Linked DNA regions of Mus musculus: regions 1, 2, 3 and 5 are each linked to region 4. The links are chromatin contacts, called in public Hi-C, HiCAR-type, Micro-C and promoter capture Hi-C maps. All regions are on one chromosome and are shown on one strand. Each heading gives the region's core, a stretch centred on a gene start, on an enhancer-like site or on the middle of the called end of the contact. The rest is flanking DNA. Distances are from core to core; before and after follow the strand shown. Region 1 holds the start of Lef1 (lymphoid enhancer binding factor 1). Region 2 holds the start of Papss1 (3'-phosphoadenosine 5'-phosphosulfate synthase 1). Region 3 holds the start of Gimd1 (GIMAP family P-loop NTPase domain containing 1). Region 4 holds the start of Dkk2 (dickkopf WNT signaling pathway inhibitor 2). Region 5 holds the start of Sgms2 (sphingomyelin synthase 2).

The links. Promoter capture Hi-C pulls out the DNA fragments that hold promoters and counts their contacts. A called contact is a pair of places that touch in the nucleus more often than the background predicts. HiCAR-type assays count read pairs that join an accessible place to other places.
Region 1: a Hi-C map of embryonic stem cells shows a contact between it and region 4, with 3 times the contacts expected there. The contact joins the promoter of Lef1 here to the promoter of Dkk2 in region 4. A contact is called at or near these places in 2 of 39 promoter capture datasets (hippocampal neurons and liver) and 1 of 484 Hi-C or Micro-C datasets (embryonic stem cells).
Region 2: a contact with region 4 is called in a HiCAR-type map of astrocytes, with 2.4 times the contacts expected there. The contact joins the promoter of Papss1 here to the promoter of Dkk2 in region 4. A contact is called at or near these places in 7 of 39 promoter capture datasets (the 3T3-L1 cell line, cranial neural crest, frontonasal cranial neural crest and 3 more) and 3 of 115 datasets of contacts at active chromatin or transcription factors (the NIH/3T3 cell line, astrocytes and bone marrow-derived macrophages).
Region 3: a contact with region 4 is called in a promoter capture Hi-C map of stem cell-derived epiblast-like cells, with 7 times the contacts expected there. The contact joins the promoter of Gimd1 here to the promoter of Dkk2 in region 4. A contact is called at or near these places in 12 of 39 promoter capture datasets (the 3T3-L1 cell line, cranial neural crest, embryonic stem cells and 7 more), 1 of 484 Hi-C or Micro-C datasets (cerebral cortex) and 1 of 115 datasets of contacts at active chromatin or transcription factors (craniofacial prominence).
Region 5: a contact with region 4 is called in a Micro-C map of embryonic stem cells, with 4 times the contacts expected there. The contact joins the promoter of Sgms2 here to the promoter of Dkk2 in region 4. A contact is called at or near these places in 2 of 484 Hi-C or Micro-C datasets (embryonic stem cells and nephron progenitors) and 1 of 115 datasets of contacts at active chromatin or transcription factors (pancreatic cancer cells).

The regions. Positions count from the first base shown.
Region 1 is chr3:131,107,137-131,111,565 of GRCm38.p6, reverse strand. Lef1 (lymphoid enhancer binding factor 1) reads right to left here and starts at 1,269. Exons shown (of 12, transcript NM_010703.4): 1 at 1-1,269. The coding sequence starts at 94. It overlaps Gm36603 (a long non-coding RNA gene), which reads left to right and starts at 3,588. Exons shown (of 3, transcript XR_376077.3): 1 at 3,588-4,429.
Region 2 is chr3:131,563,514-131,567,717 of GRCm38.p6, reverse strand. It overlaps Papss1 (3'-phosphoadenosine 5'-phosphosulfate synthase 1), which reads right to left and starts at 2,950. Exons shown (of 12, transcript NM_011863.2): 1 at 2,735-2,950. The coding sequence starts at 2,794.
Region 3 is chr3:132,626,955-132,631,513 of GRCm38.p6, reverse strand. Gimd1 (GIMAP family P-loop NTPase domain containing 1) reads right to left here and starts at 1,668. Exons shown (of 3, transcript NM_001372140.1): 1 at 1,606-1,668.
Region 4 is chr3:132,083,596-132,087,791 of GRCm38.p6, reverse strand. Dkk2 (dickkopf WNT signaling pathway inhibitor 2) reads right to left here and starts at 2,500. Exons shown (of 4, transcript NM_020265.4): 1 at 1,538-2,500. The coding sequence starts at 1,759.
Region 5 is chr3:131,488,670-131,493,260 of GRCm38.p6, reverse strand. It overlaps Sgms2 (sphingomyelin synthase 2), which reads left to right and starts at 3,031. Exons shown (of 6, transcript NM_001379585.1): 1 at 3,031-3,171. It overlaps Gm36753 (a long non-coding RNA gene), which reads right to left and starts at 2,745. Exons shown (of 5, transcript XR_003954556.1): 1 at 2,215-2,745; 2 at 1-1,696.

The DNA.
Region 1 (4,429 bases), core at 20-2,519, 970 kb after region 4:
TCTGGGGATCGCCTTCGTCCTTGAAGGGGATCATCTCATCGGTGGCGCAGAGTTCCGGGTCCCCCCCGCCGCCTCCTCCGGAAAGTTGGGGCATCCCGGCGGCTGTGTAATCTCCGCTCCGCTGCGGGAGCACTCCGAGACAGCAAGAAGGGAGGGTCGATGTGAGGTGGGGGAGTTGGAAGACTGAGTGCGGGAGGACTGTGAATGGAAGCCGGGTGGGCAAGCGAGGGGCCCACGGCTGGAGCAGCTGCAGGAGCCTCTGCGATTGCCGCGCTTTCCCACTTAGAAGGACGCCGGCGCCCGGCCCTGGGGCGAAGGGCACCAGACTGCGAGGGCGGCAGCCGCCGGCGCCTCTGAGAGCGTCTACGCCGCTCCGCGTGCACTAGGCTAGGCTGCCAGGGCTGGGTGGCCACCCCACGCCGCACTCGTTGCTGGGGTCTGTGCTTCGAGGACACCGGTTCCGGAGGGGACACGACTTGCCAAAGTGCAAACGAGGGTCCCGTGGTGCGTCACCGTGCAAAACCTCTCCACGGATTCCTCGGATGCTGATTTCGGTGATTTGGGGTTTTGTTTTGTTTTGTTTTTGAGAAGAGGAGAGCTGGGCCAAGAGGCTCCCTTTGCCCCAGCGGAGGTACGAGAAGAATCAGAAAATACCGAAAAGTCCACTTCCTTCAGAGTAAACAATAAAGAGCCACCGGGCTGCAGACGTCCGCGTTAGAGCTTCTTTCCTTCCCTTTCGCTTCGGTTTTCCTTCTGGAGGAGCATTTAATCTGCTGGAGGGGGAGGGGCGGAGGAGGAGGGGAGAAAAAGAGAAGTTTGCCAAGAATAAAGTTTGTGATGATGAGCGCTGGGAATCGGCGGTGGCTGGCACGGCGGAGTCTTGGGGAGTCACAGCAGGAGCTTCGGGCCCAAATGTTCCAGCCCGCAGCTCGGGCCGATACACACACTTACACACACACACACACACACACACACACACACACACTCGAGCCCGATCCCTCTTTGTTCCCGGCTCGAGTTTCTGCCTGGCTCGCCTCTCTCCCCGCCTCCCCTCGGTCAAAGCAAAGAGCTGCCGGTGGCCCCTCGGCTCCTCCGGGCAGACCGGCCGGGGAACACCCGGAGCGTAGCCGCTTGCAAGGCTCCGGGAATGTCCGAATGCCAGGGCCCACGAAAGCGCAGCCCGGTCCCTCCGGTGCGCGCTGCCCCGCAGGTGAGCGGTTGCGCCTTCCCACCGCTTCTCCTCGCCGCGCCTAGCCGGCGCTGCAAAGCTATTCACTTGCGTCGCTTCTCCTCCCCCGCCCCTCCCCCGCCTCCTGCTCTCCTTGGCTGCCTGCTGGAGGGGTGGGGAGGAGGGAGTCTGTTAGGAGGAGGAGGAGATCCAGGTTCTCTCCCCCCCCCCCCAGCCCTAGTTCATTTCCTAGCACCCAAAGGACGAGTCATACTTGGGGGGGGGGGGCGCCGTGGGGGTGCGTATGTGTTTGCGCCCGCCTGTTCATGCCTGGGGGGGGGGGGACGACACCATACAACCTGAAGATAGACTGGGTGCTGTGTGTAACCCAACCCCAAAGAACAGTGTGGCCCACGTGAAAATTGACGAGAAACTACGGGAATGGCTTAACTTCATCATCTGAGCATCTCTTCTTCTCTTGCCGACCCCACCCCACCCCGCCCCCGGCGCCTCACTTCTAGTCCTTTGCCAGTCTTTCTTCAACCTCCTTCCCGCCGCCCACTCTAGCCCCCTCACTCAGGCAAGGGGAGGAAGATGAAAGAGAAAGCCGCTGGCGCTGTGGTCGACACCACATTGATAGATGCTCTGACAGAGGGAATAAGGCGAGAATTAGGGACTAGGGGAAGGAAAAGGAGAAAATGTAACACATTGCTCACCTAACCAGAGAGAAGAGATTCAGCAAAGGCAAACAGAAGAGTTGTGACTCTACTAACCGTGAATCACACACACTTCGGAGACAAGGGCACACCACCCTAGCGAAAATAAAATCTCCAGGCTTACCAGGGGGGAAGGATCAGTAAGAAGGGTGTGGATGAAGACTGAGCCTTAAATATCGCTTCTACGCTATCACATTCATTGTGCCTTTATCACCGAATGAACGTGGGTTTTTGGAGATTCTCGACTCAGCGTGTAGAGACCTCGTAGAAAAAGGAAAATACATCCCAAAAGGAGGGAGAAGAACAACCTAGGAGAGGCAGGCAGCACTGGGCAGTTGCTGACATCCTGGAGACTCCGCTGAAAGGGACCTTTAAAGGATGGATGTAAATACGAATCAAACCTCAAAAATTCTCCGGTTCCCACTGTCTCCTTGGTGCATTTTGGACAGGACTTTTAAGGGCGACGCTTTGTGAAAGTCACTGTGTAAGTGGGGCTTAAGTTTGGAAACACATTGTCTTTTAGCTCTCAACCCCTCCCCTCAAGTCAAATATTCAGGCAAAATCATTAGACCAGTGAGGCAGCCATCTGTAGAACCTGGGAGCAGTAAACAGGAAGAATTGTATCTCCATCTTACTTAAATGGAAAATAAGACTCCAACGAATCGTGTGTTGGTTTCATTACATAAGAACGCTTAGGACAAGAGCTCTCTTTTAAAGGTGAAAGTGTGGGCTATTGGGCATTGTAGACTTTAACAGTTCTTTAAGTCAGCATTTAAAACTTTGCTTACTGATAACTACCAGTTTGGGAGCTGGCTAGGAGGTGGATATATATATATATATATATATATATATATATATATATATATGTTTGAAATATATGTATAGTTTGGTTTGCTGCATAGGACGTGGTTGGTCATATGTAATCTGATAGATTTAGGTACAACAAGGGGCTGGTGAAAGAAGTCAGAATAACAAAAACTTTTCTTTAAAAATTAAATAATTGTCAAGACTATACCTTACAAAAGCCAAAAATGGCATTTTTCCTTCAGGGTACCAGGGAGAATAAAAGGAAGGTTGGGAATAAATCCATTTTTAGAGTGAATCTATGCAGCCTCCAGTGTGATAGGGTGAAGAGCAAAGGGACATAGTTTCAGACGTTTACAGCTCCTGCTAACATAAATTTAACAAAGTCAGAATTCCTCCTCTGAGTGAGCCAATTTGACTGAGCACAAGAACCCTTGGAAGATGCAGCTTCATCAAAGAAGTCGGAGTAGACCGGTCCTTTTCATCAAACCCAGAAGGGGGGAGGGGGCAAGAAGAATAGCCAGAGGGTATTTTTTGAAAGCCAAGAGGAGATTAAATGACGAGTCTACATCTTCCCTGTTTAAGTGTTGCAACTAATTCGAATTCTCATTTTCTCCTTCGCGTTAATTATCTGTACTATGTGAGTCATACGAAGCTCAGCTCTAGGTGTCCCAGAGATTAGGAGCTCGAGATGGGAATTTTTGGAGCAATGACTAGTGAAAATGCTTTATTACAAGGGCTGGAATAAGTGGCTGCATTTGGTACCTTGCTGTAACCCTCTTTGGAAGCATTGGTTCTAACGAAATCTCCAAATGGCCTCGCTCTGCGTGAGTGGTCTCCGCAGTGTGCTGTCTTTAGCAATGTTGCAAACCTTAAACAGGGCTACCCTTAAAACCATGCGCCCACGTGTTTTAAAGATCTGTCCGTAAAGGAGGTTGACATTTCCCTGTGAAGTAGTCTCTCTTAGAATACAAGGAGTCACAGGAGGGGCGAAGTAACCCCAGGAAGTGGTGTCTCTGGACTTCGCCTTCCTGGCAAAAGCATTCCAGCCGCCGGGCAGTCTCTCCTAATTCCTGTGGGGCTGTTATTAGCATAAGCGGCAGCTTCTTCGCTTCTTGAGATTGGGCGAGTGGGATCCTAGGTCTGGGATGTGGTGGGTGCGGCGCAGGAGCAGCCTCGCCGCCCCCTTTCCTCGGATGTAGAGGCAGGTTGTTCATATGAACTCTAGCGAACCACTGGAGGTTGGCTGTAGTAGGTTTGCTCCTTCAGGATGTGGGTTTCAGGGGGGCGTTTTGATGTGATTTAATTCCGACCGTGAAACAATTGCTAAGGGCTGGCTGCGCTGCTGTTGGTTTTTCTCCTCCTGGTGGCTTTGGGTTTAGTTTGGGAGCGAACTTGTTTTATATCAACACTTCCTTTTGCTCAAGGCGCTGTCGCCAGTGCTATGCCTCTGGGGAGTGGGGGTAGGTTGATAGAGTCTTGGGGGCAAGGCGCCCAACCCCAGCCGGAACCCAGGCTGCGGGGAGCAGAGTTAGCCGTTCTGCCCCGCAGAGCCCAGTGCGCTGAGCGGGTGTGGGGGCAGGGAACAGGGGGAGTGACCCACACCCACACAAGAAGACCCTCCCTCCCTTAGAGATTTTGCAGCCACGTGGAGTGCTCTGCAGACAGTCCGGAGAGTCCTTAATTACAGGGATGAGAAGCTCAGTTCTCCTGCACGGCCCTCTCTGTCCCCTAGGTCCTA
Region 2 (4,204 bases), core at 1,701-4,200, 520 kb after region 4:
ATGGACAGCGTAGACAAAAGAATGTTTATAATAACATACCCAGTAATGGTCAGCACAGGAGAGGTGAAATTTATAATGGCATGACTCGGTTGGACATCCTCTAGGCTCCAGATGCCTGTACTCCACTGCTGCTGCTGCTCTTGGTGGTCTGATTATTTCCTTTTCCCCAGTGTACAGTTACCCTTGTAAAAGGCCGTAGGTCCCTCTGGGGAAGAACTGGAGAAAGGGTAACAGCAAAACCTTTGAGTGTCTTATCAAGATCCTTCCTCAGAGGAACCTGGCCACCCCTTCATTCAAGGGGTTCTGGATCTGCAAACTGTCTCAAGTCTGGAAATTGACTCACTGGCCGAGATTGCTGTTTACCACGATCTAATGTAGCCTTTCTTTCATTTGGCTGTTTACCACGATCTAACCCTGTCCCTCCGTTTCCTCATTTATAAAATGGAGACGCTACATGTGGTAACTCTATGAGTTCTGGGACAGCACATGGACACATTCAGGGTCCTGGTTTTTAAACCCCACCCAGGGAAACACTGCAAAAACTCAACAAGTTAACGTAGATACAACATTTCAGCCTACCTCCCAACGTCCAGATCAAAACTTCAGGACCATCTTTTAATGTCTCTCTCCCTGTCATCGCCTCAGTCTAGTCTGGTCTTTCCTGTCCGTTTCTTTCCTGCTTTTAGCTAGCCATTCAACTGTTCACACCGGATTGGCCAACAAGAACACCTTAAACAGTGTGGCTATGTCAACCAGGCTTCTAGTCTGCCAACTTAATCCTCACGATGGCACAGTCGGTGCCTGCATTTCCTCTGCAAACCAGTCTTCCTGGATTGCCCGTTTTATGGAATGAGAACATTAACATAATAGTGCATAGATTTTTTTTTTTACACTCACACCCATCGGATGAGTTAAGTGTGTTAGAGGAGGTCATTCTTTTAGAGACTGGAAAAAAAGGAAAGTTCAGAAAAATTTAAAAAATTCTAACTCCATTCCAAATCTCCTAGAAAAATCACCCTAACTCTTTAGCCAAACATTTACATTACACAACCCTGCTCCACCCCATCTTTATCTCTGCTCCCCAACAAAAACTACCTTCAGTAGTCAAACATGTCTCCGCTCAGGGATGTAATGGCTCCACCCACCTCAGAAATATGAGGTTCTCCATAAACTCATAAAAACCCCTGGGGCCAAACTAACCTTGCCTCTAAACTGCAATAAAACTCCTATCTTAGGCCACTCACTGTGGCCCATAAAAACATATGCCCTTAACAATCAGTTGCCATGGGCAACTGCAAAGCAAGCCCTGAGCCCCATGGTTTTTTATAGCTGTCAAATATGGATCTCTACATTAGCAAATAATGTAATACATAAATGAATTAGGGCAGCAGAAGAGTTGGCTCAGCAGTTGACAGCACTCGCTCTTACAGAGGATCCCCAGAACACACACAATGGTGGCTCACAACTACCTGTAACTGCAGCCCGAAGGGGATCCTACACACCCTTCTGGAACATCAGGCGCGCACCTGGTGCATACACATACACACAGGGAAAACACTCAGACTCAAAAAATAACAAAATGATCTTTAAATAAATGACTTATAGACAGACAGTATTACTGAAACTTCTTTGAAATACTCCAATTTAGTCAACTTACCTCCCTATCCGTAAAATCCTGTTAGCAACAATAGTGATGCTGAATCGGAGTTTCAGAGCAATGGTTTCGTTGCTCTTTCACCTTCGTTATCTTCTCTACTCAGAAAGACAATCCTGAGAAGGACACACTGTTACACCCTCCAGTCACCTGAGATTCAGAGTGGAGTGACTGTCCTCAAGATCACCCAACTTACAAACAGCAAGGCGGGGGACTGGAGCCCACGCCAGGAGTCTGTCCCTTCCAACCTCCTAATCTCCCTTTTATCTCACATCCCTCTCACCTTCTAAGAAGTTAAGGTAAAGGATGAAAGAAGACAGTGAGAATTCTTGAATCTGACAGCAGACGTGGCAAATCAATGACTTCAAAAGAACACTAGCCTGAAACAGCGTTTTTTTTTTTAACTTTCTCCTGACTCACCAAGGGCAGGTGATGATTTACAAGATTAAATTAAACTTCATGATCCTGTTACCTGCGGAATAAAAGAAAAAAAAAATCCATCTAACGCTGAAGCAGGGCCTTTGCAGCCTCCAAAGTTGGATGGTCTCCAGCTTCGCGCTTACCATCTTAGCTGCCACCACCAATGAATAAACTACAGAAGTAAACGACCCTCTGAAGCCATAGCACTTGGCCAATGAAGCCAACTGGCACTCGCTGTTCAATGTTAGAAACTATTAATCTTCCCACACCTAACTGTCACCAGAAATCGAGTCTTTAAAAGTATGTCTGTGTCCGACATTCCAATTTAAAACAGAGACACAAAGAACCTCAGTCCTGCAGTCCCGATCCATGAATGACCACATTGTTATTCTCTCAGTACACTGCAACTCAGAAACGTAAAGACTCGGAGACCGACCCAAACCTGGGCCAAGCACACCCGGAACGTGCAGAGGCGCCTCCGTCTGCCTCCGCCGCAGCCCTCCGCCTCGCCAGCCTAGGGGACAGCTCCGGGCCTGGACTCGCCTTCACCGGCCGCCGCCGCCCGGGTCCCCGCCCCCGGCTCCCGCAGGATGCACGGGCAGCCCGCGGTTCCCACAGCCACCCACGCTCCCCGCGCTCCGGCCTGCGGCCACCACTCACCCAGTTCTGCGCGTTATTGCTCAGCTTGACTTTCTTGCACAGACTCCCAGGAATCTCCATGGCCGCGGAGCGCGGATGCACTGCTGCTGAGAGCCCCGGGGCCGAGCAGTGGGAGAGAGGCCGAGGGGCGGGGCGGAGCAGGGAGAAGGGGCGGGGCCTGCACCCCGGGCTCAGGCGCGCGCTGACGTGCGCTCCAGCTAGTGATCGCCTCGGCTGGAGCTAGGCATCCGAGCAGCGTGGAGGGCGGGGCGAAGCGGAGGCGCGGGGTCGAGACCTCAACATCCAATCACCAGGAGGGGCGCTTGAAGCTCCGCCTTGACCCAGGACGAGGGGCGTGGTCTGAGGGTTTGTTGAAGAGAGCCTTCAGATGCTGAGCATGCGCAGTGAGCGAGGCGGAGCGACGCCTGCAGAGCTGGGCGTGGGAGACGCTCCCTAGAGCTGAGGCTGGTAGGGGAAGAAGCTGACGTGGGCTCCTGCTGCTCTCTAGCTTTTCTTCCGCAAACACTGCACAGGCTCGATGTGTGCGCTTGTCAACTAGGCCGACTTTGAAAAAATGTTTCCCAGCCCTGCAAAAAGTAGGATTACTTAAGTGAATTCACCATTACATGTTGCTCACCGCTTTGCAATCCTACTCAGTGCACAATGTTTTTTTGACATCAACTGTATCTCATCAAGGATTAGAAAGTATTTGTAAGGTGACGCCTTTCCCACTTGGAGAGCCGCTTTCTATCAGGAAATTTCTATGCAGTGTTTGTTGCCGCTGACTAGCCACAAAGGGGCTTCTCTAGTACTTGCTACTCATAGAGGACTAAAATCCAGGTTCCCTGGTACGCAAGGCGGAATGCTCACCTATAAAGGGCATTTCCAACCACATATAGTCCATGATCAGTTCGTAAAAGAATGGGGCTGGGAGGGGGAGGCCTTCTCCAGGAGTTATAACCCTTCGCACTCATCCCCATAACTTTAAGCTCACCATAACCATAACTGCAAACATCCACAGTCTCACAAAATTTAGCTGCTTACTCCGCTACTGATGACGACCAGTGATCACACACACACACACACACACACACACACACACACACACATATCAATCAACACTTGAGGCTTACTTGCATAGCCTATTGCTAGCAAGTCAGTTCCTATTTGCTCCACTGACAAAGTCTCAAATTAATCTCCCTCCTCCACGTCTAACAGGAGTCGTCATTGCACAGATACACGCGCCACACACCACACACACACACACATACACACCACGCACACAGAGAGACGCACACAACAAGTATCACTCCTCTGCCAACCTCTCTGTTCTCAATAGTGTCAGACAGGTACTTCTAACATGCAAATCAGATCTTATTCCTCCACCATATATATAAAATGTCTTTATTGCTTGCTTGTTTTGTCTTTCTTTCTTTCTTCCTTTCTTCCTTTCTTTCTTTCTTTCTGGTTTGTTTGTTTTTGTGTTCTTGA
Region 3 (4,559 bases), core at 419-2,918, 540 kb before region 4:
GTTCTTCTTGAGCATTAAAAAAATAGACAAACATTTATCCAAACTTACTAAAAGATGCAGAGAGAATATCCAAATTAACAAAATCAGAAATGAAATGGGGAACATAACAATAGAAACCAAGGCAACTGAAAGAATCTTTAGGTCATACTTCCAAAGTCTGCATTCCACAAAGTTGGAAAATCTAAAGAAAATGGGCATTTGTCTCAATTAATATCACAAAGCAGACATTAAGATTCTCTCGGCCAATAAAAACCTAGGGCCAGATGGGTTTAAGCACTGAATTGTACTAGACTTTCAAAGAAGAGCTTATACCAATACTCCTTAAACAGTTCAACAAAATAGAACAGAAGGAACATAGCCAAGCCAAACTCATTCTGTGAGGCCACAGTCATCCTGATACCTAACCCTCACAAAGATTCAACAAAGAAAACTTCAGACCAATTCCCCCATGAACATTCATACAAAAATACTCTGCAAAATACTTGCAAACCAAATCCAAGAACACATCAAAAAGTCATCACCATGATCAAGTAGGCTTCATGCCAGAAATGCTGGACTGATTTAATATATAAAAATCTGTCAGTGTAAACATATAAACAATATATAAAAACAGTGTAAACCATATAAACAAACTGAAAGAGAAAAGTCACATGATCATCTCATTAGATCCTGAAACAGCCTTTGACAAAATCCAATGCCCCTTCAAGTTAAAGTTATTAGAGAAATCAGGGATATAGGGCACGAACCTAAACATAATCAAGCAAATATAGCAAGCCGATAGCCAACATCAAACTAAATGGAGAGAAACTTAAAACAATTCCATTAAAAGCAGGGACAAGACAAGGCTGGCCACTCTTTTCTATCTATTCCATATAGTACTTGAAGTTCCAGTTAGAGCAATAAGACAACAAAAGGAGATCAAGGGGATACAAATTGGAAAGGAAGAAATCTAAGTATCACTATTTGCAGATGATAGACACTATACATAAACAACCCCAAAAATTCTAACAGAGAAGTCCTACAGCTGATAAACACCTTCAGTGAAGTGGATGGACACAAGATTAATTAAAAAAAAAGTCAATAGCCTTCCTGTATACGAATGGCAAAGAGGCTGAGAAAGAAATTAGAGAAACAGCACGCTTCACAATATCCACAAAAAGAATAAACTATATTGGGGGTAACTAACCAAGCAAGAGGAAGACATGCACGATAAAAATTTCAAGACTTTGAAGAAGGAGAGTGAAGAAAATATCAGAAGACGGAAAGCTCTCCCGTGCTCACTCACCATTTTCATTGATTTGTAAGCAAAGCGACTGGCAAACTGGCACGTGACCTCAGTAACACTTTAATTGGTAATAGCTGTTATTTTGCTTGTGATTTATAATTCTGTTACATGGTGTTAAGTAATCCAGGTTTCTCTTGTTCTCTAAGGTTTCTCACCCCAGGATTTCCAGGTCTTATCGCAAGCACCTTCCAGAAGCCACACAGTTGAACAATACGTAGGTAGCCGTTCATACAGCTCATTCGATTGTGCCATGGCATCAAGTGGCCGTTCATTTCTGTTTAGTTCCAATCACATATATGATACATTTTAAATCCACTTACCTCTTTTGATGCTAGAAATGTATTCTTTACAGGTTTCCTTGGAACCAGTACAGTTTATTCTTTGAAATGGACTTTGGTCTCCTGACTGTGTGGTACTAGCCGGGGACTGGTACTGCATCGTTTTGTTTAGTTAATCTGTCACCAGACATCCTCTTTGTAAGTGATTAGCTGTCTTCTAATCAGAGCCTACATATGTTATCTCACAGGACTATCCTTTAAATCAATACTTCCTGAAACCTATATTTCCAGAATTAAGTTCCGAGTGTGTTTCTATTAAGTAACAAGGTACCCAAGCCAAAGTACGAAACATTCTTAGTGACAGTTTAGACTTTTCCATTTTAATGGATAAACCCTGCATCACTTCATGAAAACTGCCAGTGAATATATGCGTGTGTATAATAATTTACAGACTATGTAACAGTAGTAAATTCACAAATTCAAATTGTTCTAGAAAAATTCCCTAGGTTATTTGCATATACTTGAAACATATCACCTTAAGCTGTTAAAATCTCTTGTGTGCTCGGTCGGGGACATGCAAACTCATAAACACCTACTGATGACGTATGTAAGGCACACAAGGAGCTGCAAGTTGTTTTTCTTTAAAACTAGTTTTGTTTTGATATTTAAAATCTCTGATTTGTCTTCCTCCTCTGGTTATTTGATAGTCCACACCTCCCCAAACTCATTCACATCACGCATGAGATACAGGATGTCTTTGTAGCTACATTCTGGTCCTTTCTTACAGCTCTCAAGAAGTCTACTGAGTAGTACTTCTGAGAAGGCAATCTGGAGACAGCTGGTAGTCCCCCTTCTTGTGTGGGTCTGACGAGGCAGATGCGAAAAGGATCTATCCTTCATGAGCACTAGTTCTCTGGAATGAAGTAGAAAAGAGCCTCCCCCAGGTGGCGGTAGCAACGTGTTCCCTCAGAAGGAATTTTCAACCAGAATTTAAGTTGCCGCCTCCAAGTGTAAACTGACATACAGCAATCTGCAACAAAATGTATTCGTTGTAGGGTGAATTTTTTTTTTTTAAGAGTGGGAGCTAGCAGGCCTTGGTTTCTGCGTTCCTTTATGGAATGCAGCCAGCACACGCAGACCCTAATTTTTCAACCTCTCATTTTTGAGATGAGCATTTAGGTCATTTGCTGAATACAAAAGGAAGGGTTATAAAAGGAAATTTGATGTTTATAAAAGGAAGTCGACCGTTCACAAGCATAGTTATAAATGACACTGGATATGCAGATGTTTAGCCACATTATCTAATGCTATATTAGATTTGAGACTATTTTATAGATTTATAGGAGGAAAATGACAAATATTAAACAAATTATGTAACAATATTAGCATTTCTCTTGGTGTTTGCTTTGATAAATCAAGGTAAAAGAACAACTTAAAAAAGTACTTTTCCACTGACATTACTAACTATGCTGTCACAGGACTAAAAAGGCTTCATCCTTAATTAGATGGTTTCAGTATGTGTGTTAGAAAGCAGAAATTAGCTACTTCAAGTTTTAAAAAAAATTAAAGCGGATCCTGAAAAAATTAGATAAAACCACAAAAAGGAATTCCAGTCTGCTGGAATTGGCAGAGAGGGGAGAGCCAAGCAAAGAGATTAACACCAGGAGAAGAAGGGCCTGTGGCCTGGGATAGGGATTTCAGCATTACAACCTGGGAGAATCTCCTAAATTGGAAGATGGAAAGAACTCAGGGACAACTTCAGAGTCAAAAGGGCTAATGTGCCACTTTTAGTCCTCTGCATCTATGGGATGCAAAACTACTTGTGTTCATAGTTTCCTTCTGTGATGGCTTTCCATTTTCATCTTAGTTTTGGTTTTTATTTCATTTTACTTGGTAGAAATTAAAGAAAGGGTTCAGCTCTGTATGTATATTAGCTCAGGATAAGGACCACACAAATCAGAGGACATGTAAGGACAAGTAAGTCACAAACAGGAGGTCTGTGCTGTAAGAATGCTAGTTCCCAGGAACTTGTAGGAACCATCCAGAGGATATTAGACCTTCCATCATCCATGAAATCATATATTTTCAGATGACAAAACCCTAGCTGCTGAGGATTTGATTTCAAACGTGTATATAGTATATAGCAACAGTTCTCAACCTGTGGGTCTCAACTCCTTAGGGGAGTTGAATGGCCTTTTCCCAAGGGTCACCTAAGACCATCAGAAAACACAGATATTTATGTGCAATTTGTAATAGCAGCAAAATTACAGTTATAAAGTAGCAACAAAAGTAAATTTATGGTTTGAGGTCACCACAACATGAGAAATTGTGTTAGGAAAAGGTGGCAGTGTTAGGAATATAGTCAATATTTACACATATGCATATATTTCTGTGTGCTCCTGTGTATATGCACATCTGAACAAAGCTTATAACTTGTCTATATATTCAATAAAATCCCACATCTTTATCAAATGAATTCTGTTATAAGCAGATCTTGCCAGACAGCAATTTGATTAATGAATGAGCTTATACTCTAATGAATCTTCATTTTCATTGGTTCAAGCTGAACCCTTTGCTCTGATTATATTTCTTTTTTGTAGTAAATAAGGCCCATAGCATACAGGTAGGCCAGGTTGTCTATGATGGCCTATGCTTTAATCTTGGCCGGTACGACACACATTTGAGCTTCCTCTCAGCTGACCAGAAGGTGGAGGCTGATTGTGATTTGGATAACAGAGTCCAAGTTGGTTTTAGAAGAAAAAAAGATCTCACTTTTATTGAGACCCTGGTCAGAAGTTCAAATATACTAGACAAATAATCTTAATTTGAATATTGTTGGAACAATGAAGAATGTTCAGGTTTGGACAGGACTATGGGAATGAAGCCTTCAGTCCAAAACAAGTTTTGTATTTTGTAGCTTCTGGCACTCACATACCCATGCAGAATAGTCATGATGTTTGGATTTAGTTCTGTTATTATTTGTTTGCTTATTTTTA
Region 4 (4,196 bases), core at 1,251-3,750:
GTGGCTATGTTGGTGTGGAGGTGTGGGAGAGAGGTAGAATATGCAAAAATTATGTATGTATGTATGTATGTATGTATGTGTGTGTGTACACGTGTACACATATATATAGCTTCTTATTTTCCTTTAACTCTTTTAAAGTCCTGGGATTGAAGCCTTTGCAGTCCTTTAAAGAAATAGCTGACATTTTTGATATTTCAAAACACTGGGAAGCATTTTCAAATTGCAAAAGCAGCGCAGGAGCACACATGCGCGCGCGCGCGCGCACACACACACACACACACACACACACACACACACACACACACACACACACACACCAGGCACTCAGGCCATGAGAGGGCAGTAGGGGGCCAGGCTCAGGCCTGAGTCTTTTCTGGCTGTCCAGCCTTCTCTGCCAGCCTTCCCTCTGCCTCCTGGGCTGTGGGCAGCTAGCTATAGCTGACGACAGCGTGCTGAAAGCGGGGGCAGCCTCAACTCTGAGCGAACCAGAAACTGCATCTGCGGAGCGTGGAACTCTGTCTGTAGTTGACACGTGTGAGAGGTGTATGTGCTGTTTTGGCAAACTGGTATTCGATTTGGGCTTCCCACAAAAGAAGCAGAAGGTGGAGCTGCGGTGGTTCCCAGTGCCCACAGAGCCCCCTCTTCTGGCCACCGCGCATGGACCACACTTGGTACCCAGTGCGCGCGCGCGCTTTGCTTCAGTCCGCTCTGGGTGTCTGTGTAACCCTTTGTAAAGGACCGTCCACCTATCTGCCTATGTGACCGACATCAAGACGCACGTGGGAAATACCCTCTCTCAAAATCGGCTTTGGTATCCCTGCTGCTTTGCAGGCACTTAAGAAACTGTCATTGTCACCTCATTATTTTCTTCCTGCCAATTGATTTATTCGCAGTTCTATTTGAGTGAGAAATGCAAGTCTACTGCGGATCTTGCCTGCCAGTGCTGAGAGTTTGGCAGAGAAAGTGCAAAAGAGAGCAAATCCCCTTCTCGCCATTGTAAAATGTTTTGGGTGCCTGAGATCCAAATTTTCACTGCACTGTGACATCCCGCGCTGTCACTTATACCAGTTATGAGTTTGGAGCATACACAAACTTTTCATTTGAAGTCAACAGGTCCTATCTTCCAGAGTTGTGAAGATTAAATAAGTGAACACTTAGAATCAAGGCTAGCACATCCCATTTGCTATGTCAGCTCCTGTTCACATCCATTGCAGCCTCCTGTTGGATGGAAGGACCATTCTGGCCCCTTTGCCAAAGAAACGCACTAGATCTTTAAAAGTACTCATGTCTCAACACAAAGATGAGACAGAACTCTAAACCTCCCGCTGTAACCCAGCATCCCAGCGACCAGCAAAACACCCAAGTCCTGGTACCCCTGCAGACCCAGCTTCAGCAACCCCCTCCCAAATAGCCAGAAGCGCCACACCTGGCTTGGGCAAGGCTTTGACTTTTGCAGGGCTCAAAGGCAAGCTGCAGATGCAAAAGCTCTGATCCCTACCTCTCCTGGCTGAAGAGTGTGTTTGGGGGGGTTTCCTACCTGCCCCAGGCTTTTGCCCTTCTTACTGCCGCCGAAAGCCAGTCCTTGGTTCATGCCTGCAGATCGGTTGGCTGACTGAGCAGGAGTCTCCCCTCCTAGAGAGGACTTGATGGAGTTGAGTTTGGCCCGCGAGCTGCCTAGCTGTGAGCTCTCCACCATCAGCACCGCGGCCAGTAGGAGAAGGCAGCGGGATGAATCCTTGACCCGCATCAGCGCGGCCATCTCCGGGTAAGGGGTTCCCGGAGTTGGGTGGAGCCCTGAAAAGATGGGAATGCCAGGGGAGTGAGGACGCCCGCCGACACTCAACCCCTCACGTGGGGCGCGTGGGCTCCTCACAGACACAGTTCCCCCAACCCTTCCTGGATCAGACACTCGGGACTCTTAAGAACTTAGTCTCAAGCCTCAAGCCTGGAGCAAACGCGACCCCAGCGAGACCCGCTCCTCTGACGGGCAGGAAGTTCTGCAGTCCCTGGAAGCAATCAAAGGCCAGACGCCTTCTCGCCAAGGAGGCGTGACCCAAGGTGCTGTTAGACCCAGCCCTGCAGATCGCCCTGCCGGCTTCGTTTGGTGTTCAGCACCTTTGCGCTTTTGCACGATTTTCCGCGGTGATGGAATCCTCCCTTAACCGCGCACAGGGTTCTCCCCAGCTGCTGCTTCTTTTTCTTTTTCTTCCTTTCTTTTCTCTTGTTTCCCCCGGCTCCTCTGCTCCTCTGTCCTCTCCTGTGCTTTAGCTCTCAACCTTTGCACCACTCAAGTCCCTCTTTTCCAGGTCCGCGGGGTTTGTGACTGGTGATCAGAGTCTCCCCCAACCCCTCCACCGGACTCTGGAGAGCTGAGGCGAGCGGAGGTCCCAGCAAGCGCACTCCCACTGGTGCGGTTAGGAGTTGTCCCTTGGTTCACACGGGGCCACTAAGCCCTGCCAGCGAAGCAGTGATGCGCTGCGCGGAGGGCCAGTGCTCTCTTGCTGCTCTCCCCCGCCCTCTTAGCTTTTTATAGCTTTCCTCAGTGGGTTTTCCTCCGCCCCCAATTCAAGAGTGACAAAGAGTGAAAACGTTTCTCTCCCCCACCCCACGCTCCCGCTTGCCTCCCCTTCCCCCAGCAGGCGCTCTTTCTGAGGCTGTCTCTCCTGCCTCTCACCTTTCCTACCCTCCCATCCCTCCTTCACTCTACAACTAAAAACTTGGGGTTCACCTCCAGAAGAACACGGGAAAGCTCTTCCTGGACGATCACAGCTCCGAGAGTGAATGGGAGTTTGGAAACAGGCAGAAATGAAGAGGAAAAGTTGTCCCTATTTGTGGTGACTGCCACTAACCATGGCTTCTTACTTCTCCCACCCAGCTTCAGCCTCCAGCTAGGAGCGCTGGAAAAGCTCTGGAGAACATCTGCAAGTTAACTTGGTGGACTGTGTACAGCCCAGTTAGATTTTAGCCTGAGCCTCTCGGTTAATGTGCTGTGTGAGACTGTCTGGCTGTAGGTGCTTTATGGGGTTCCGCTTCGAATAGGGGGGGGGAGATGAACAAAGGGGGAGGCAAGAGGACTAAAGGAAGAGGGGCGAAAAGACCAAAGAAAGAGGAGGGGGAATAAGGGACCATTCTTCCCCCGTTGAAGTGCTTGAATCTTTCTGTTTTCCTCATCCCTCGCCCAACCCGATATACACATTACACTTTAATCCAAACAAGGAGTGAGGAAGGGGATAATGACCCGACTTGTGCTACCTCAAGGCTTGATGAGGCACTTTTAGGGTGCCAACGCGTCCTCTGCAAAGAGGAAATCCCAGGCAAGAATAAAAAGCCTGATGGGGAACCGGGTGGGTGGTGAAGTGGGCCAGAAACTTCTGGTCCTGCCTCTTGAGCGCTGCCCCGCTCGTTCCCCCACCCCCACTCCCACCCCTCCCCCGCCCGGAGGCCTTGGCTAGCCTTTCAAGTCAGTCTTTGAGGCTCGGAGTTCTCTGCACTGTTCCACAGAGGCAGAGGGCCACCGAGCGAACCACTCTGACGCGCTGACTGGCTTGCAGCACTTGGGGGCGCCAGTAGCAGCAATCAGCCAGGAGCACAAACACTGCAGGAGACAAGCTTTGCCAGCAAGCTCTGGGTTAGGAGAGGTTTGGTCACCCAGGAGACCAGGAGCAAAGGTTGCTGCTTGTGTCTTTAGCAGTTCAGTCATGCAATCCCTAGCAGTGTCCTTGAGCCAAAATGGAGTCAGACAGAGGTCGTCCGCTGTGATGAACTGACTCCAGTAGCACACTCTAGAATTTTGAGGTTTAGGTCTCCTCTTTCACACCTAATTCTGGCATATACCAACCTGTCCAGGACTCTAATTTAACGCTAAGGGGAAGGGGGTAAGGGTAAGGACGTTAATATTTTCCACCAAGCACGCCAAGACTTAAGGTGTGCATCAAGAGCTGGGAGGTCCTGGGCAGAGTCGGTTATTCACTTTCCTGACCTGTGAGTCAGCCTGTCCAGAAATTTTCATATACACAATGCACACAATGCCTTGAGGTTTTTTTTTTTTTTTAAATACACAACCAACTAGAAAATAAAAACACGTTTTCTCCAGATTGGCCTATTGCCTTAAAGTAAAACAAATGTGCTGATTGATTATTGATTGATTGATTGATTGATCGATTGATTTACTTTTTGATTTATTCTTGAGGACATAT
Region 5 (4,591 bases), core at 1,782-4,281, 600 kb after region 4:
GCTGTCCTCTCTTCTCAACCCCTCTCCAGATAGGTCTCACTATGTAGCCCAGGCTGACTCTGACTGCTTGATCCTAACAATCCCACACAGGGCTCAGATTACAGCTCTGTAGCACCACACCCAGGCCTACCACCACCCTTTCAGAGAAGCCAATGTAGTCATTTGTCTTCCTTAGTTGGGATCCAACTCACAACCTAGCTGGACATTGTCACTGAGCTTCATTTCCATCGCCGTTCTCTCCTTTAGAAAGGTCACCAACATCATTTATCCTTTAAAGATTTATGTGTGTAGGTGCTTTGCCTGGTGCCTGTGCAAGCCAGAAAAGGGGTGTCGGGTCCCCTAAACTGGAGTCACAGATGGTTGTTGAGTCGCCATACAGGTGCTAGAAATTGAACCTGGGTCTTCTGTAAAAGCAGCCAGTGCTCTTAACCGCTGAGCCATCTGTTCAGCCCAAACAAACAGCATTTTAAAAGATGATGAACCATGGATTTAGTAAACTTTAGTAGGTTAGAAAGAAAGAAAGAAAGAAAGAAAGAAAGAAAGAAAGAAAGAAAGAAAGAAAGAAGAAACCTCTTTCAGTGAAAAGAAACTGTTAAAACAAGGGCATTTAGATAAATAATTTGCTTTCTTTTTACATTTTTATTTTTATGCTATAGGTGTTTTCGTGCATCCTGTGTATGCAGGGCCCATAGAAGCCAGAAGAGGGCATTGGATCCCTTGGGACAAGAGTGATAGACAGTTGTAAGCTGCCCCATGAGTGCTGGGAATTGAAACCCACCCCTTCCCCTGGAAGAGCAGCCAGTACTCTCTCCAACCCCAGAATCTGCTGTTTTAAAAGTCAGTGAACATCACAGAAAAACTACACCGAGCTCCTTCAGAAACTCGCTCTTACCTGTTTGTCTTTTGTTTGTTTGAGAGTTTTGGAGTCAGGCAGGGTCTTATGTAGCTCAGATTGACCTGAGGTCCCTATATGGAGGAGAGCAGTCTTGAACTCCCGATGCTCCTGACTCTGGCTCCCAAAAGCGAGAATTATGGGAGTGTTTCAGCACTCCCAGTTTTATTTTTCTGTAAATGGCATGACAGAATAGGCAACTGAAGCACAAAGGACCACATGTTCCTAGTTCTCCATTTAACAGTTTTCGGCACAGAGGTCTATGTAGAATCTATAGCAATCATATCCTGCAACGGTACACCCAGGGCTGAGGGCTTTGGGGCTCTTAAAACTTCACCCATGTACACAGTTCAAAAATCCTACAGCGTCGTTTTCCTCAGGTCTTTACTTAGGTTTAAGTATATAGGTATACTTATATTAGGTATATATCTCCATAATGTAAAAATATTTGAATTATGAAGTAGGAGGTAGGTGGGTTGTTCACCCAGATTCACCTACATAGAATCTTGACCCTCTCTGCACCCACGGATCAAGACACTAAACTTCTGAATTACATCTGTGGTTGTCTGGGGGGGAAAAAATGTTAGTTCAAATTTCTATTTACTTGGTCAGCATGCTAGCAAGCCAATCCATTTCTATTGCCTTCTGGGCAAAATGCCTAGGTTTTGTAAAAGTAAAAAGGAACTCCTCATTGCAAAGGAAAAATAAACCCAAGGAAAACAAATTTATTTGTTGATGCTCTTTTCTGGGTTCCTACCTTTCTGTAACTTGAAAACAAGTGCGCTCCCCACAATGAAGTCTAACCTGTGGTTAATTGCAGGAGAGGTTAACTTAAACTTCTGGATTGTGACATCATCTGTGACCTGCCACCTTGGCACCTCCCCTCCAAAGTTCTATTTTGCTGCCATTGGGTTTAATGATTATTGACACAAATGATACCCACACAAAACACCAGAAATGCTTATTGTTGTTTTTGTGGATTATGTTAACTCCCATAGGACAGTCTGTACAATCCTACACGTTCAAACTTAAAACCAGAAGGGAAGTAGGCAATGCAATAAAAAGCATTTCTATCAATTAAACTCATTGGAGGTTTAGCCAGCTGCCTGGATGCCTAGTGACACCCTCCAAAACGACCGTGGTTGACTGAAAACTGCTACAAGGTGTGGAAACGACTCCAAAGAAATGCTGATCCTTGGCCATTTTTAGACAGAAGCAACCCTTCCTGCAACCTAATTGGTAAGATCAGCCGGGGCCGGGGATGGGGGTTGGGGGGCACACACACATATGGACACTTGTGCCCCAAGGCAACAGAAACGCACAGGTTCATTTAAGTGGAGAGTCACTCTTTCAGAGTCATTCTGGTTCCGGTTTCTCATCCTTGCCAGGACGCAATTCACCTAACGGAGCAAATGACAAGGTGGGTAGCATCATTAGTCTCACTAACCGGGAACAAGCACCCTTCCAGCTCACCTAGAGGTGCCACCAGGCCCGTGGTGACTAACCTCGCCAAGCGGTCTTGTGATGTTTGGAAACCTACCCCCTCGACCTAGGCGGGGCACCACCCCTTGAGTCAGCGGGTGCCCCTGGCCCGCACACGTCGTTATTAGGAAGCAGTTTCCGAAACCCGAGGAGGTGCGGAGGTGGCTTATCCCTTCCCTGCCCCACCCCTGAAAGTTGCTGGGAGCGGCACCTAGAGAACTTTCCCAGATTGATCCCCGCCCGCGTTCAGGGAGGTCTGCCCGGCTCTGCGCTCAGCCTGCGGCCGGGAGCCACCTCGTGCTGCCTGCCAAGCCCCTCCTTCGCCGCATCTTGTAGGGCCGCAGAGGGGAGGGAGGGTCGGTCGGCCAGCTGGGATCGCCTCCCCGAAGAAGTCGCACCGGTTTTTCGAGCTCGGCTAGGCGTCCGGAGAGACTCGGTCGCCGGGAGTCGCGGGAGCCCGCGGGAGCCTCGGGCCCGGGGTGAGTCACGGCTGGGAGCAGGAGAGGGCTGGCGAGAGTGCGAGAATGAATGATGTCAGGGCGCGGGCTGGGGAGGAGGGCGGGCCCGCGGTAAACAGAGCTGCGCGCTGCCCCGGGCTCCGCCGGCCGGAGACCCCGCCCTCGGCGCCGCCGGAGCCGCCCGGAGCCCGGCCCGCTGCGGCGCCCGGACTGCGGCCTGGGGCGGAGCGGCTACCTATGCGGGCGAGACCCGCGCAAAGTTTGCAGCTCTCGGGCCCGGTCCCCCGGGTCCTCTGCGCCCAGCGAGCGCCCCCGGCGTGCGAGCACCGGCTGCGAGCGGTGAGCGCCGGGCCGGGAGGAGGATGGGCTGCGGGCTGCGCGTCCTGCGGAGCGCGCGGGGACGTGGCTCCAGTGGGGGACGTGGCTCTGGTCGCCACCGCCTCCCCACAGGCCGCCCCGCCCCGGGCATCCTTGCTCAGTTTTCATCTGCTGGGGGTCAGCTGGTGGCTGTCTCTCCTCCCAGCCTGCTGCTCATTCATTTGCGACCCATTTTCGGATACTTGGTGATGGTGTTGAAATGGCACAGGTTAAACCGTAGATTGTGCAGTGCCGCTCTGGGGGGTCAGGGTTGAAGTTCGAGTGGTGGAGGAGAGGCTGCCACACGCTGACAAGCTGTGCACAAGACCAGCTCCAGGCTGCCCAACAGGACCTTTGGCGTTCAGACCCGCGCCCCTTAAGGAAGGGAGATTCGATTTGTCAGCACAGAGAGGTGGGAGTGGACCTTACCCCGTCACAATCTGTGGGTCCGGTGATCGTTCTGTCTCAGAAGCAAATAGTTCAAATGCTATATCCTGTAATCTTTTATTAATCCGCCGTTCCTCTATTTCCAAGACTTGCTTATTTCTAAAATGACCTTAAATTATTTTGACATGTGTTTGAAATACTGAAGAGGCTCAACTCTTTTTGTCAGTGTGTTCGCGTGAACTTTGAATCCTTTAACTGTTCAGTTCTTTGGTTTCACCTCGGTTATGTTAACCATCCCGAACAGGTAAAAATGGCATTAGGACTACCTTAGACAATAGCAACGATTAAGTAAGGATTAATGAGGTTAGTAATTAAGGCTGGAAAGTACAAAAGTCTGAACGTAAACCTCTTTCATCAAAGCAAACTTCAATAAATTTTAACTCTTGACCTGTAAATAATAGCAAGTTCCAGTTGGCTTAGGTAAATGCCAGCTTCCTTCTGACAGATCTGGCGGGCCCAGGTTAGCACGTGAAATATTGTTGTCTACTCCCTTAGAGTGGGAAGGGAGGTTTCCAGGAAGTTAAACGTTGCAGGTGGATACCTAAGAAGGTTTTGTCCCCACCCTCTGTCCTGGGAGCTACTAAATGTTTAAGAGACATCAAAGCAGCTGGACACACAGAGAATGAGAGGCCTGGACTCTGCAGAAGGTATTTGTAGCGAACTCTTTACCATTTCTTCCTCTCCTCTCCTCTCCTCTCCTCTCCTCTCCTCTCCTCTCCTCTCCTCTCCTCTCCTCTCCTCTCCTCTCCTCTCCTTTCCTAGAAGCAAGCAAAGTTCATTTTTGTTTTTGTTTTTATAGACCATATTCCTTGGTCCACTGATAGAGTCGTGTTTCATAGCGATCTCCTAAGTAAAGGAGTTGTTTTTTAAAAGCAAGTTAATATTTAATTTACTGTTCGTTTCATTTGTAAGTCAAACTGGTTGACTTCTGAACCTTTAGAAAAACTCAGCAACA